Regions from separate parts of the Mus musculus genome. Here region 1 is linked to region 2. Evidence: chromatin contacts called from public HiCAR-type data. All regions are on one chromosome and are shown on one strand. The core of a region is the stretch at or near the end of the contact, and the rest is flanking DNA. Distances in the headings are between cores, read along the strand shown. Region 1 overlaps Gm28114 (a long non-coding RNA gene). Region 2 holds the start of Ly6f (lymphocyte antigen 6 complex, locus F).

Region 1 (5,863 bases), core at 916-3,415, 110 kb after region 2:
GCCACTCCTTGAACCTGTGTGTCTGCCAATGTTTTGACCATTCCTTGAACCCATGTGTGTGCCCACTGATGAAGCCCATTGCCAGATGTTTGTGATATTGGTTGCTGAGAAAGAGTCAGGAAATCTCCCCAGCAACCACAGCCCGGCCAATCCTGAGTTGCTACACCTGCACCAGACTCTTTCCTTGTACCCCTCCCATACCCATTTCTTGAGAATAGACATTGTTTAGATCTGGAAATCCCCTACTCCCCCTCTTCTCCTTTCCCCCCTGAGGGCCTATAAAAACTGGGACCTCTTCCCCCTCGAGGTCGACTCCTCTACCCCTGCGTGGGATATGAGTTGTCCCCAGAGCTCTGGCTTTCCCCGAATAAAGCCTCATGTGGTTTGCATCAAGCTTGGTCTATTGTGAGTTCTTGGGTGTCCGCTATTGTCCTGAGGCCTGAGCGATGGGCTCCTCTCAGAGTCTTTCAGTACTACCTGGAGGGAGGGGAACCATGATCCTCAACAAGTGTCCAGACCTGATCTTTTGTCCCATGTTATTCTCACCCATCTTTATATAGACCACAGGGAACTTACCCATAATAATTTCTGCCCCTTGAGCAATGCAGAATCCATCACGGTAGTGGCAGGGAAGTGATTTGCAGAAGTTATCAAGTGGGATCCCCACACAATGGTAGCATTCTAGCCCCCAAGCTGAGAAGGAAGACTGCTACATCCACTCCAGTAGTGACAAGGTCCCGAAAACCTGGGCACTATCCCGAGGCAAAAAGTTCACAGAAACTTAGTCTCCTGGAATTGTGGCATCCCTTATAACGAATGCTCCAATGTCCTTGCTTTAGTTGGGAAATGGATCTGTGTGCTTTCCCTTAATATTGCTTTATTATAAGTACTTCTAAGGATTGAACTTTTGACATATAGCTAAGATAGATTCTAGGCAGTCCTTGAGCCAACCCTGGGCATGGGTAGCTAAGTCACTGCCCTACACAGGAATTTACCATTATCTAGGAAGAAGGAAGTTTGTGATCTAAGGAGGAACCAGAGTAGATACTTAGAACTATAGATAGCTGAGTTACACCCATACACAAGTAATTACAATGGCCTAGGGGGAAGGTGGACTATACAATAGACTAGAATAGGAACTATGGCAAGGGCATGAAGCCCTTGCCCCTGACTTCTAAGATTAAGTGGATCTTAGGTGGAGCTGTTTTTTGGTCCCAGCTGTTAACATTAAATTTTATCTCAGTTGATTCCTGCCAGTCCTTCCATGTAGGCATTCCTCTGTTTTGTGTAAAAGTCACTTATAAGACCGGTGCTTACTTTGAGACAAATTACATTCAGATCCACACTCCCTTGTGTAGAGTCTGTTTGTCACCCCAATTTCCGCCGACCCTATGCCCATCTGCTGGAACCCCTGATTCCCATGGATTGAGGGGGGCTAGTTAGGCCCGGTATGTGGCAGAAGACAATACATTAGAGCTAGGTAATGTGCTTCCAAGACCAGACCCCTCCTCTCCAATGTCTTTACTTTCACACAGAACAGAGCAAGAACATTAATGTACACTAAACTCTACCAAAAGCAAAAGTGAACCAAGAGCCACAGTTGGTCAAATATGCTCAGTGCTGCTATCACAGATAGCCAGCCCCACAGGAGAGACCTGCACCCCAAGCAGTATTTGAGAGACAGCCACCATATTGGGAAGACATAGATACCAAATGTCTGCTGAAGCAGTGAGTTGGTATGTAAACAGGTACTTGGGTCACAAGAAGGGGAGGGATTTTCTGACCTATCCAACCCTACACCTGCTGACCTGGCCCCTGGGTATTGGAGCATGACAGAGCACTGAACTTTCCAGAGTGCACCTCAAAGTTGAGGCTCACCATGAAGTTTTCTGCAACACAGATGTAACTAGAAGTACAGGGGTATCTAAGAGCTCAGACCTCTTAGATGAGGGAAGTTCTAACATTGGGACCTCATATGGAATGGGCTAGGGTATAAGAAAAAGTCAAATTCCCAGAGTTAATGATCCCAAACCCCTTGAGCTGGCAGCTGATACAGGAAAAGAAGGCTCTGCCAATTTGTTTGCATGTAAACCAGTGGCCTGACTGAGAGGCCAGGTCAGAAGGGTAGAGTCTAAGGAAGGACATGCTGTTCTGGAGGCCAGGGTTGGTGGACAAGGTAGTGAGGGCCAAGAGTCCTGCTGGCATATTTAGATTGTAGCATGGCAAGTGCTGGCAGGTTTATAGACCCAGTAAAGCACCTCAGCACAAGAGGCTTCACCCACCACAAGTCAATTCCCAATCCCATGACCCCAGCACATCTCGGGTACTGAGCACACAATGGAGGTACAGATGTACCCACAACCCTGAGGCCCATTTCCATCTCCATTGTACCCTCCTGTACCTCTCTCATTTTCCATCTGACCCCTTTCTGCACACAGTAGGGCCACAAGAAGGATGAGCACACAGGAATTTGAGCACACAATAGCATGAGGATTGTCCATTTTTGGAAAAGGGCTGCACAGATAAAACCTTGGAAGTTGGAAGCCAGTTAATAGACTGCCAATCACATCCCTGGGCTCTCACTCAGCTCAGTCATTCAATCTTCCCTCTGTCCAACCCTCTACGCAGCTTACCCAAAGAATACATGTCTGCGTACTTCTTTCATCTACCACCCATCCAGATTTTCCTTCCTAATCCCACACTCCCAACCACAACCCTATCTTGAGGACTCTCCTTTTGCCACCTTGCAGCTCCCTCCTGACAGGGTTGCAGGCACAGTGGAAAGTTCTGTCAGATGTGAACTGAAGTAAGTACTTAAATTTCTCAGAGCTCCTCCCAGCTGGCTTCCCAAAAAAGGGGGGGATTTTTAGTACTTACTTCCTCCAGGCCAACATGATAATTGTGTAAGACTTAGCCAGAGTTTTTATAGCAGATAGGGAGAAAGGATCATGAAGTTGGGGAGGACCATGGTACTGGAGGACTAAGAGGGCAGAGGGGCAGGGACCATGGGTGGCTTGTGCTTGCCATTCAGAAAGCTAGGGAAGGAGACAGCTTGCTCAGCCTTTTCCTGGTTTTTGTTGTTTTGCTTTGCTTCATGGGTTTTTTTGGTTTGTTTGTTTGTTTGTTTGTTTGTTTGTTTGTTTGTTTGTTTGAGACAGAATTTCTCTTTGTAAATTTGGCTGTACTGGGTCTTGCTATTTAGACCAGGCAGGCTCCAACACATAGCCATCAAAGCCATATCCTGCAGTCACTGCTTCTTCTACCACCACCTGGCTTTTTCATGTTTCACAATAGAAGTGCCTCAGAGCCCAAGGACTTCATTCCTATGAGCAGGCAAACTGTCCCCAGTGCTGGGCCTGCAGGTCAGCACAACCACAACCCACTTAAGGTTTTTATTCTTAAGTCCGGGTCTCTGTTATTACTTGTATTCTGGTGTAAGGCACCATAACCAAACCTAGGTCGATGGAGTTCTCCTGTTTTGTAACAACTGTAGTTTTCTAACTGAACACAGTGTGTTTGTTCCAAGAAACTGCTCTTGCATGCAAGGAAAAGAAGAAATGAGAGTCCCAAAGCTCACCTCTCTAAATAAGTCAGGAAGGTTAAGGAGAAACTTATACTTTCGAGACTAAGCTACTATGTCAGGGCAGAAGAGGTCACAGCTTCAATCCCAAATTCAATTGCAGAGAGGAGCTTGCCTAGGGGCAGAATTGAGCATGACAGCAAGCAAGTTTATGGTCTACTGAGTGGTGACAGGGGTTTTGGGCTGGTTCTAAGTGGCTTTCTTTGAAGGGTATTATCTGAAACAAACAAGCACAAAAATTTTTTAAAAATTAAGCAGCTGCTCTCCTTAAAAGCCAAAGAATTTGTCAACTAAGAGTGACTGCTTAGTTCTTGAGATGAAACTGTGAATATAGTTAGGTTGATTTTATTTATTTTATTTTATTATTTTTGGTGTGGTTTTTGAGGTAAGGATCGATTTTGATGGTACCCAGCTTTCGCAGAACCAGCTGTGCAAACACTATTATTTTCCACAGAGACAGACATGGGAGTATTGTTAAAAAGCACCCCAGCATGTACTTGAGTGTGGATTTCTTGACTCTGCTCACACCTGTCTGTGTGTATTGCACTGGCTTTTGTTTTAGTTTGTTTAGGTTTTCTTTTGTTGCTGTTGTTGTTTCATTTTCTTTGAAACACAATTTCAAGTAACTCAGGAACTTGCTAAAACTTTGATGCTCTTGAACTTCTGATGCTCCTGTCCCTGCCTTAGGAGACCTGGGATCAAAGACTCACCCCACCAAATTCTGTGACCCTTCCAATCTCATGTGAATTTCAGTAAGAGCCATTCCTTGCTTTTTCATCTCCTCCCTTCCTTCCTTCCTCAACTCTCTCTCCACCCTCCACCTGGCAATCTGAGGTTGAGCCCTGGGATCTGCAGAGTAGGAGAACTCCTGTAAGTTGCCTTGTGACCTCCACACATGCACATGTCACATGCATGTGTGCACATAATAATATACGATTAATACATAATTATTATTAAGTAAGTAAAAACCCTTACTATCTTTAAGCCTTGAATACTCTTCCATTTCTTTAGGCCTGCCTTCATTTCTTGCACGGCTTTAAGTCCCAGGCTTGTGCGCCCTTATTTAAACTTATTCCTAGGTATCTGCTTCTTCTTCTTCTTCTTCTTCTTCTTCTTCTTCTTCTTCTTCTTCTTCTTCTTCTTCTTCTTCTTCTTCTTCTTCTTCTTCTCCTCCTCCTCCTCCTCCTCCTCCTCCTCCTCCTCCTCCTCCTCCTCCTCCTTCTTCTTCTTCTTCTTCTTCTTCTTTTTAAAGATTTATTTATTACATGTAAGTACACTGTAGCTGTCTTCAGACACTCCAGAAGAGGGCACCAGATCTCATTATGGATGGTTGTGAGCCACCATGTGGTTGCTGGGATTTGAACTCAGGACCTTTGGAAGAGCAGTCAGTGCTCTTAACCGCTGAGCCATCTCTCCAGCTCCCCTGCTTCTTCTTTAGGCTATTGTAGAACAACTGTTCCCTTCACTTCTTCTTGCTCTTCATTGGTAGTCTATAAAAAACATCACGGGCTTGGTGTGCTGACCTCCTATCCTGCATTTTGGCTGACTTTTCCCCCTTAGCTCTGCCTACTTATTATAGGACCTTATTGATGGTTCTGCATTTCCAGGTAAATCCTTTAATAGTGGGTGTGGAGAGCAGGGTACGGAGAACAACCTTTGATCCCTGCACTGAAGGACCTCAAGTTCAAGGCCAGACTGGCTTGCAGAGGTTTGCAAGATTGTGAGAGCCTTGTGGACAGAGCAAGTTCCTCTCCTTGGCCAGAAGGTGGCATCTTTTCCCACAGAAGGTGGTTATCTCTGCACACCCCCATGCCCTGAACTCTTTCTTTCAAAGATCATTCCAATTGGGTAAGATCTGTTCTAATGGCATCATTTTGTCTTAGTTAATAACCCTATAACAATGCATTCATGAAAACAGGGAGACTGGGGACTCAGGGCTTCAACACATGGGGCTGCAAAATTTGAAAATTAAAAATCTGCTTTGAATTTTCTTCAGTTGTGTGTATTTGTTTGTGCTGGATTTTTATGCTTGACCCAGGAAGTAGCACTATTAGGAAGTGTGGCCTTGTTGCAGTAGGTGTGAAAATGTGGAATTGGGTTTAAGACCCTCTTACTACCTCCTTGGAAGTCAGTCTTCTAGCTACCTTCATAACACGTGGAATTCCAAACTCCTCTTACCCCATGTCTGTCTGGATGCTGCCATGCTCCCACCTTGATGGTAATGGACTGACCCTCTGTATTAGTCAGTGTTCTCTAGAGTCACAGAACTTATGGGTGGTCTTT
Region 2 (5,826 bases), core at 2,958-5,457:
TTTTTATTTTAAAATTTGGATATCAAGGGTCTCTCTGATGAGTGTCTATGGCACCCTACAACTAGGCATATTTAATGCCTAGGTGAAATTGAAGGATCCACTCACTGGCATATGGCATGATCCTGATCAGGTATTTAATATGGGGAAGAGAGCCTGATTGTATTGTTTCTGCAGGATGCTGCGGGAACATGTTAGCTGCCAGAGGGATTGATGTGACATGCTGATGCTGAGACAAAGAATGAGGCTTTTCTGTGAGCTTGCTGAGTATCCTGACAATGGTGACAGGAAAGTTGCATTGGACATATGTTTTTGACCCATCTTTCCTCGCCTATATCCCAGATTGGACAAGCTGCCTTATTTCAAGCTTTTAGACCTTGTGGGACACAGAACATGGAGACTGTGGAAACTGACTTAGAAAAATTAATCAAAAGGAGCATTTATAATGATTCTTCTCTTTCCTTTAATGTGACCAGTTATTGTGACTCAATCATGGACCAGTCTAGAAATCAATCCAATTTTGGAGATACCAATGATGAAGATGGCTCAAAATCCCTATCATCCAGCTGAGTTAACCTGGAGTGTAGTCTCCACTCTTATTAGAGACTAAGTGTTTTCAATCAATTCTCAAAGCCACTCCTCATACACCTGGTGGCCAGACTTTGTGTTTGATCTTTACAAATTAGCTGAATTGAATACCTGGGACATTCCTGCAGACAACTTTCTTTGATCTTGTTTCTTTTACCTTTAGGAAACAGATTGGTTGCCTTCACACAGGATTGCTTTCAGCAAGCTTGGTTATTCACAATGGCAGTTATTCGTCAATAAGAAGAAATGCATTGAGTGCCTATTCATATGTCCTTTGGGGCTTTGATCTGAATGGGAACAAGTGTGATTTTGAAAAGTGGTAGTCAGGGACAGGTAAGAGTGTTCTTGAGCTCCTATTGACCTAAGACAGAGAAAACACCAAAAAGGTGTGTTAGTCCTCCACAAAGGGTAAGAAGGAGCGATATAGACATGGACCTAAGACAGGCACTTCTGCATAGTCACTCTATTCCCTAGACAGGATCATGAAAAACAAGAAAATCTTGTGCTCCCATCCAGCTCATCTTGAGAAAACAAAAAAGTTCGTATTATGTCCTTCCTCGTGCCTTGAGTAGACTAAACAAAGCCTTGATGGTTTTACAACCTAATTGGAGATGGACTGAATAGTACAGAATGAAGATTATTTAGGGCATGGGAAGGGTGAATTGAGGAAGTAGAGACAGAGAAAGGGAGAGAGGGGGGGAGGAGGAGGAGGAGGAAGAGGAAGAGGAGGAGGAGAGAATAGTATAGGCCAGCTATGAGCACATAGAGAAAGAGGGGAGAAGGGAATGGGTAGAGAAGGGACAGAGGGGGGAAGAGAACAATAAAGGAAGAGAAGAGAGTGAGGAGGGGCAAGCAACCCCTTTTATAGTGAGTCAGCCATACCTGGATGTTGCCAGATAACTGTGGGACAGAGCCTAGAAGAAATGCTAACACTTCTCTTATCCTTGGACAGCACTCCTAGAGCACTGCAGGAGTGGGGCTGGTCCCTACCCAAATCAGGCTTGGGCCTACTCAACTTCACAGAGACAAAAGCCAAGTCATGATAAAGCCAGTTAGGCTTCTATTTCCCCACCAGAGAACTGTCTTCTTAGAAATCATGTGATTGGCAGTCTACCTGATACACTTGGAAGGTCCCTGCCCCCAGTGTGGCACCTCCTAAACCATTCCTTTCCTCCTGTGCCCCTGACTCAAGTACTCTGTTGCCCTCTCCCTTAAGAGTTAATTTAAGTGGTCTGTCAGTAATTTGGGCAGGAGTCCACCACTAGGGGAAGCTATTTCCCCAAGAGTGGTGCTGGGTGGAAAGATGAAGATTCATGAGAACACCAAGTTTAAGGCTTTTAGAAAAACAGTGATCTGCACTCTGGTTATATGGCCATTTCTTCCAAAGAAAAGGTGATGGTCCCATTGCCATTTTAGATAGGAATAATGTTGGCCCAGGAGCCCCAGCAATGGAGTCTGAAGAGTGAAACAGCAACAGGTTTGTGATACTGGACAGAAATCTCTATACTCAGAAGGAAGTACTGTCACTTGAAGTTACAGCCATTAGCCTTCCTGCTCTTCTCCAGCCACAAGTAGTCCCAGAAGATGCTAGGCTATAGAGGAAACAGAAGATTAACTGAATCGGGGACTTGATGACACTGCTTACATGATGGGGTGAGACTTAGTTGTGACTTAGCTGCTCAGAAATTATGCATATTCCTGTAAGTGACCTCCCCCATCCTCTGTAAAAAAGTCCCATAAACTCATTGGATGGTGAAATTGAGAGGGACTGTCTCTTGGATCTTTCACTGATGCCCTGTTTGTTTGCAGGGGTTTGCTGTCTGCTTTTTTTTTTTTTTCACATACACTTGTTCATACATGAGCCAATGCCTAGGTCCACAAATGAAGGAATTAGAGAGAAAACATTTCTTGCTTGCTCTCTTCCTCCTACCACTGTGCTGGATTATACAATGTTGGTGGCAAATGTGGATTATAGGTTAACAGGGAAGATATTTTGTAATAGTGTAGGATAGAGGCCCTGGAGTGTAACAGAATATTAACAGAACCATTGTGTCATGAATTCCTGAGGTTGGCACAAAGGCTTTGATCAGTCTTTGGGTTTGGTTTTTAGTCCTGGAAAGGTTGATTCCCCACTGCTCCTTGAGAATTCTGACTTCAGCCTACAGAGTCTCTCTTTCTTTCGATTAATCATCCTGCATAACCTAGAACTTTGACACTGGAGTTGGATATACATGTAGAACCAACTAGAGATGCTAGAAAGACTGAGATACTTTGGTCTGCCCTGTGGTTTACATCAGGAGAATCTGCTTGATGTTCTCTGAGCCTCTGGCTTCCTTCCCTTTGCAGCCTTGCCTGCTTAAGTGGATGTGCTCACCTTCACTGATGCTGTGGTCCATTTTCTGACTCATTGTCCTCTGAGCATACCTGTTCATTTACTGTGGCATCATCTCAGGATGATTTCCAGCTCAGGTCTCATTCGGTGCCTAGCCTTCCTACTCTAACCTGTATCAGTGCCTTGTAGACACTTACATGGGCTACTTACTGTGCTCTCAGCTCCACTAGGTTAGGAAACTCAGACTCTGGCTTGCTGTGGAGGCCCTGCTGCTCATCCCAAGGCTGGGCCACAGATGCCATCAATATTTGGCTAATTAGTAAGGTTTGAGTTATTACAATACCATGCCACATGGTAGTGACATAAAGGCCAAGGAAACTTATGTCCTTTTTGGGACACATTGGACTAGGACCTCATAGGTGAGGAGACAGGGCACATACAAACTGGAGGAGGAAGAAATAGCATGTGGCTTCTTCATGGTGGCTTCTGGGCAGCAGGGACACTGGGGTCATCCACCCTCTGCAAAAAAAAGCCTTGTGCCATGAAAAGAACTGCCTTGACTCTAGCTACCAGATGCTAATAGCACCTGCAGCCCCTTATATCACCCAAACATATCAGACACTGCTTAGTAACTTCCATCCCAGTTGTCAGTAAATTCTTTGCTCAGGACTTGCACTTTTTGAATATAAGACCCTGTAGAGCCAGTCGCCAGGTATTTGTCAGTTGTTTGCCTGCTTATAAAAAGGAGGGCCCTGGGCTCTGAGCCACTGCAACTCATACCCTCTAATTTGAAACAAGAAAAAGTCTGGTGGTGGTGGCAAAAAACACAAGCTACAGCACTTGCCTTTGAAAGTATTGGTTGTAGCCAGCCTGGTATACAGAGCAAGTCCCCCGGACAGCCAAAGTTACACAGAGCAAATATGCCTCGAAAAACAAAAACAAAAACAAAAGATGAAGGGAAACAAACAAACAAAAAAACTAGGAAAAGGCTGAGCAAGTTGCCTCTTTCCTTTGCTTTCTGAGGGCAAGCACAAGCCAACTGTGGCCCCTCCATCTCTGCTCTCTTATTCCTACAGCACCATTGTCTCTCCCCAACTGAGTGGTCCTCCCTCCTCAACAGCTATAAATCTTGCTGACCAGATCACCAACAAACCTTGCTAAATCTTAACCAATAAACATGTTGGCCTGGAGGAAGTAAGTATAGAAACCCCTCCCTCTTCAGGATGTCAGCTGGGAGGAGCTAAAGGAAATTAAAGTACTTACTTCAGTGCACATCTGACAGATCTTACCACTGTGCCTGCAACCTGGTCAGAGAGGAAGTAAGGACTGGTGTCAGGAGGGAGCTGCTAGGTGACAAAGGGAAGAGCCCTCAGGATAGGGCTGGGGTTGGGAGTGTGAGATTAGGAAGGAAAAGCTGGGTGGGTGGTGGATGAGAGAAATAGGCAGACATGTATTCCTTGGGGAAAGCTGGGGGGGGGGGGAGTGTTGGAGGGTGGGAAGAGTGGATGCTTGAGCCCTGTGAGAGCCCAGGGATGTGAATGATGATCTAATAACTGGCTTCAACTTCCAAGGTTTGATCTGTGCAGCCCTTCTCCAAGGATGGACAGTTGTCACACTACAAAGTCCTGTGTACTCATCCTTCTTGTGGTCCTATTGTGTGCAGAAAGAGGTGAGGTGGAAAATGAGAGATGGCCAGGAGGGTAAAATGGAGATGGCAAACTGCCTCAGGGTTGTGGTTACACCTGCACCTCCATTGTGTGCTCAGTGCCCAAGGTGTGCTGGTGTCAGGGGATTGGGAATCGGCTTGTGATGGGTGAAGCCTCATGTGTTGTGTGCTTTACTGGGTCTGTAACCCTGCCAGCGCCTGCCTTGCAACCATCACTACATACCAGAAAGACGTTTCAATGTTACTACCTGTGCCACAAACCCTGACCACCAGAGCAGCCTGTCCTTTAGACTCTAACCCTGCTGCCCTGGTCTACCAAGCAGGCCTCTGGCCTGGGTGCACACAAACTGGTAGAGGCTTCTTTTTCTGGCCTGAAGGCCAAGCCAAGGGTTTGGAATCCTCAAATCTTGGCATTTTACTTTTCCTTATGCCCAGCACATGCCACACGAGGCCCAAATGCTAGAACATCTCTATTCTAAGAAGTCTGAGCTTTCAGATACCCCTATACTTCTAGTTACATGTGTATTGCAGGAAACCTCATGGTGAGTCTGACCTTTGAGCTGGACTCTGGGACATTCAGTGCTTTGTCATGCTTCAATATACAGGGGCCAGCTCTGCAGGTGTAGGGTGGGACAGGTCAGAAAAGCCTTCCCTATCTGATGGCCCCACTACCTATTACACACCCACTCATTTCTTGAGCAGACATTTTGTATCTTTGTTTTCCCAATATGGTGATTGCCCCTCTAATTCCCCTTGGGGTGCAGGTCTCTGCTGTGGGTTTGGCTAGCTGAGGCAGCAGGGCCGAGCATACTTGAACAATGGAGGGTCATGGTTCACTTTTGCTTTTGGCAGAGGTGACTGGGCAGTAATATCCTTGCTCTGTCCTAGCACCCAGCAGCTGTGTGGAAGTAAAGACATTGGAGAGAAGGGTTCTGTTCTAGGAAGGGCATGAACTAGCCCTCATATATTGGCTTTTTTCTCAGCTCAGGGGCTGGAGTGCTATAACTGCCTGGGAGTTTCACTTGGAATTGCCTGCAAATCAATTACCTGCCCCTACCCTGATGCAGTCTGCATTTCTCAGCAGGTAGAACTTATTGTGGGTAAGTTCCCTGTGGCCTCCATAAAGATGGCTGAGGGTAGCTTGGAAGAAAACATCAGATCTGGGCACTTGTTAAGGACCATGGTTCTCCTCCCTTGAAACAGAGCTTTCTTGGGTTTGGAGTGGGATTCCTTCAAAGTGGGG

Evidence for each region. HiCAR-type assays count read pairs that join an accessible place to other places.
Region 1: a HiCAR-type map of kidney shows a contact between it and region 2, with 3 times the contacts expected there. The contact joins the enhancer-like site here to the promoter of Ly6f in region 2. A contact is called at or near these places in 1 of 15 datasets of contacts at CTCF or cohesin (pro-B cells), 3 of 484 Hi-C or Micro-C datasets (liver and nephron progenitors), 2 of 115 datasets of contacts at active chromatin or transcription factors (embryonic stem cells and kidney) and 2 of 9 other capture datasets (adipose tissue and embryonic stem cells).

The regions. Positions count from the first base shown.
Region 1 is chr15:75,374,771-75,380,633 of GRCm38.p6, forward strand. All of the region lies in intron 1 of Gm28114 (a long non-coding RNA gene), which reads right to left. Among named protein-coding and RNA genes, the nearest start is that of Gm28114, 15 kb to the right of the region's middle. Within about 2 kb of position 2,166, at least 5 of the 459 cell types and tissues checked have an H3K27ac peak or open chromatin away from gene starts, as enhancers often do. A contact at or near this core is called in kidney and liver, where this site is marked.
Region 2 is chr15:75,264,214-75,270,039 of GRCm38.p6, forward strand. It overlaps Ly6f (lymphocyte antigen 6 complex, locus F), which reads left to right and starts at 4,208. Exons shown (of 4, transcript NM_008530.2): 1 at 4,208-4,267; 2 at 4,489-4,586; 3 at 5,567-5,683. The coding sequence starts at 4,517.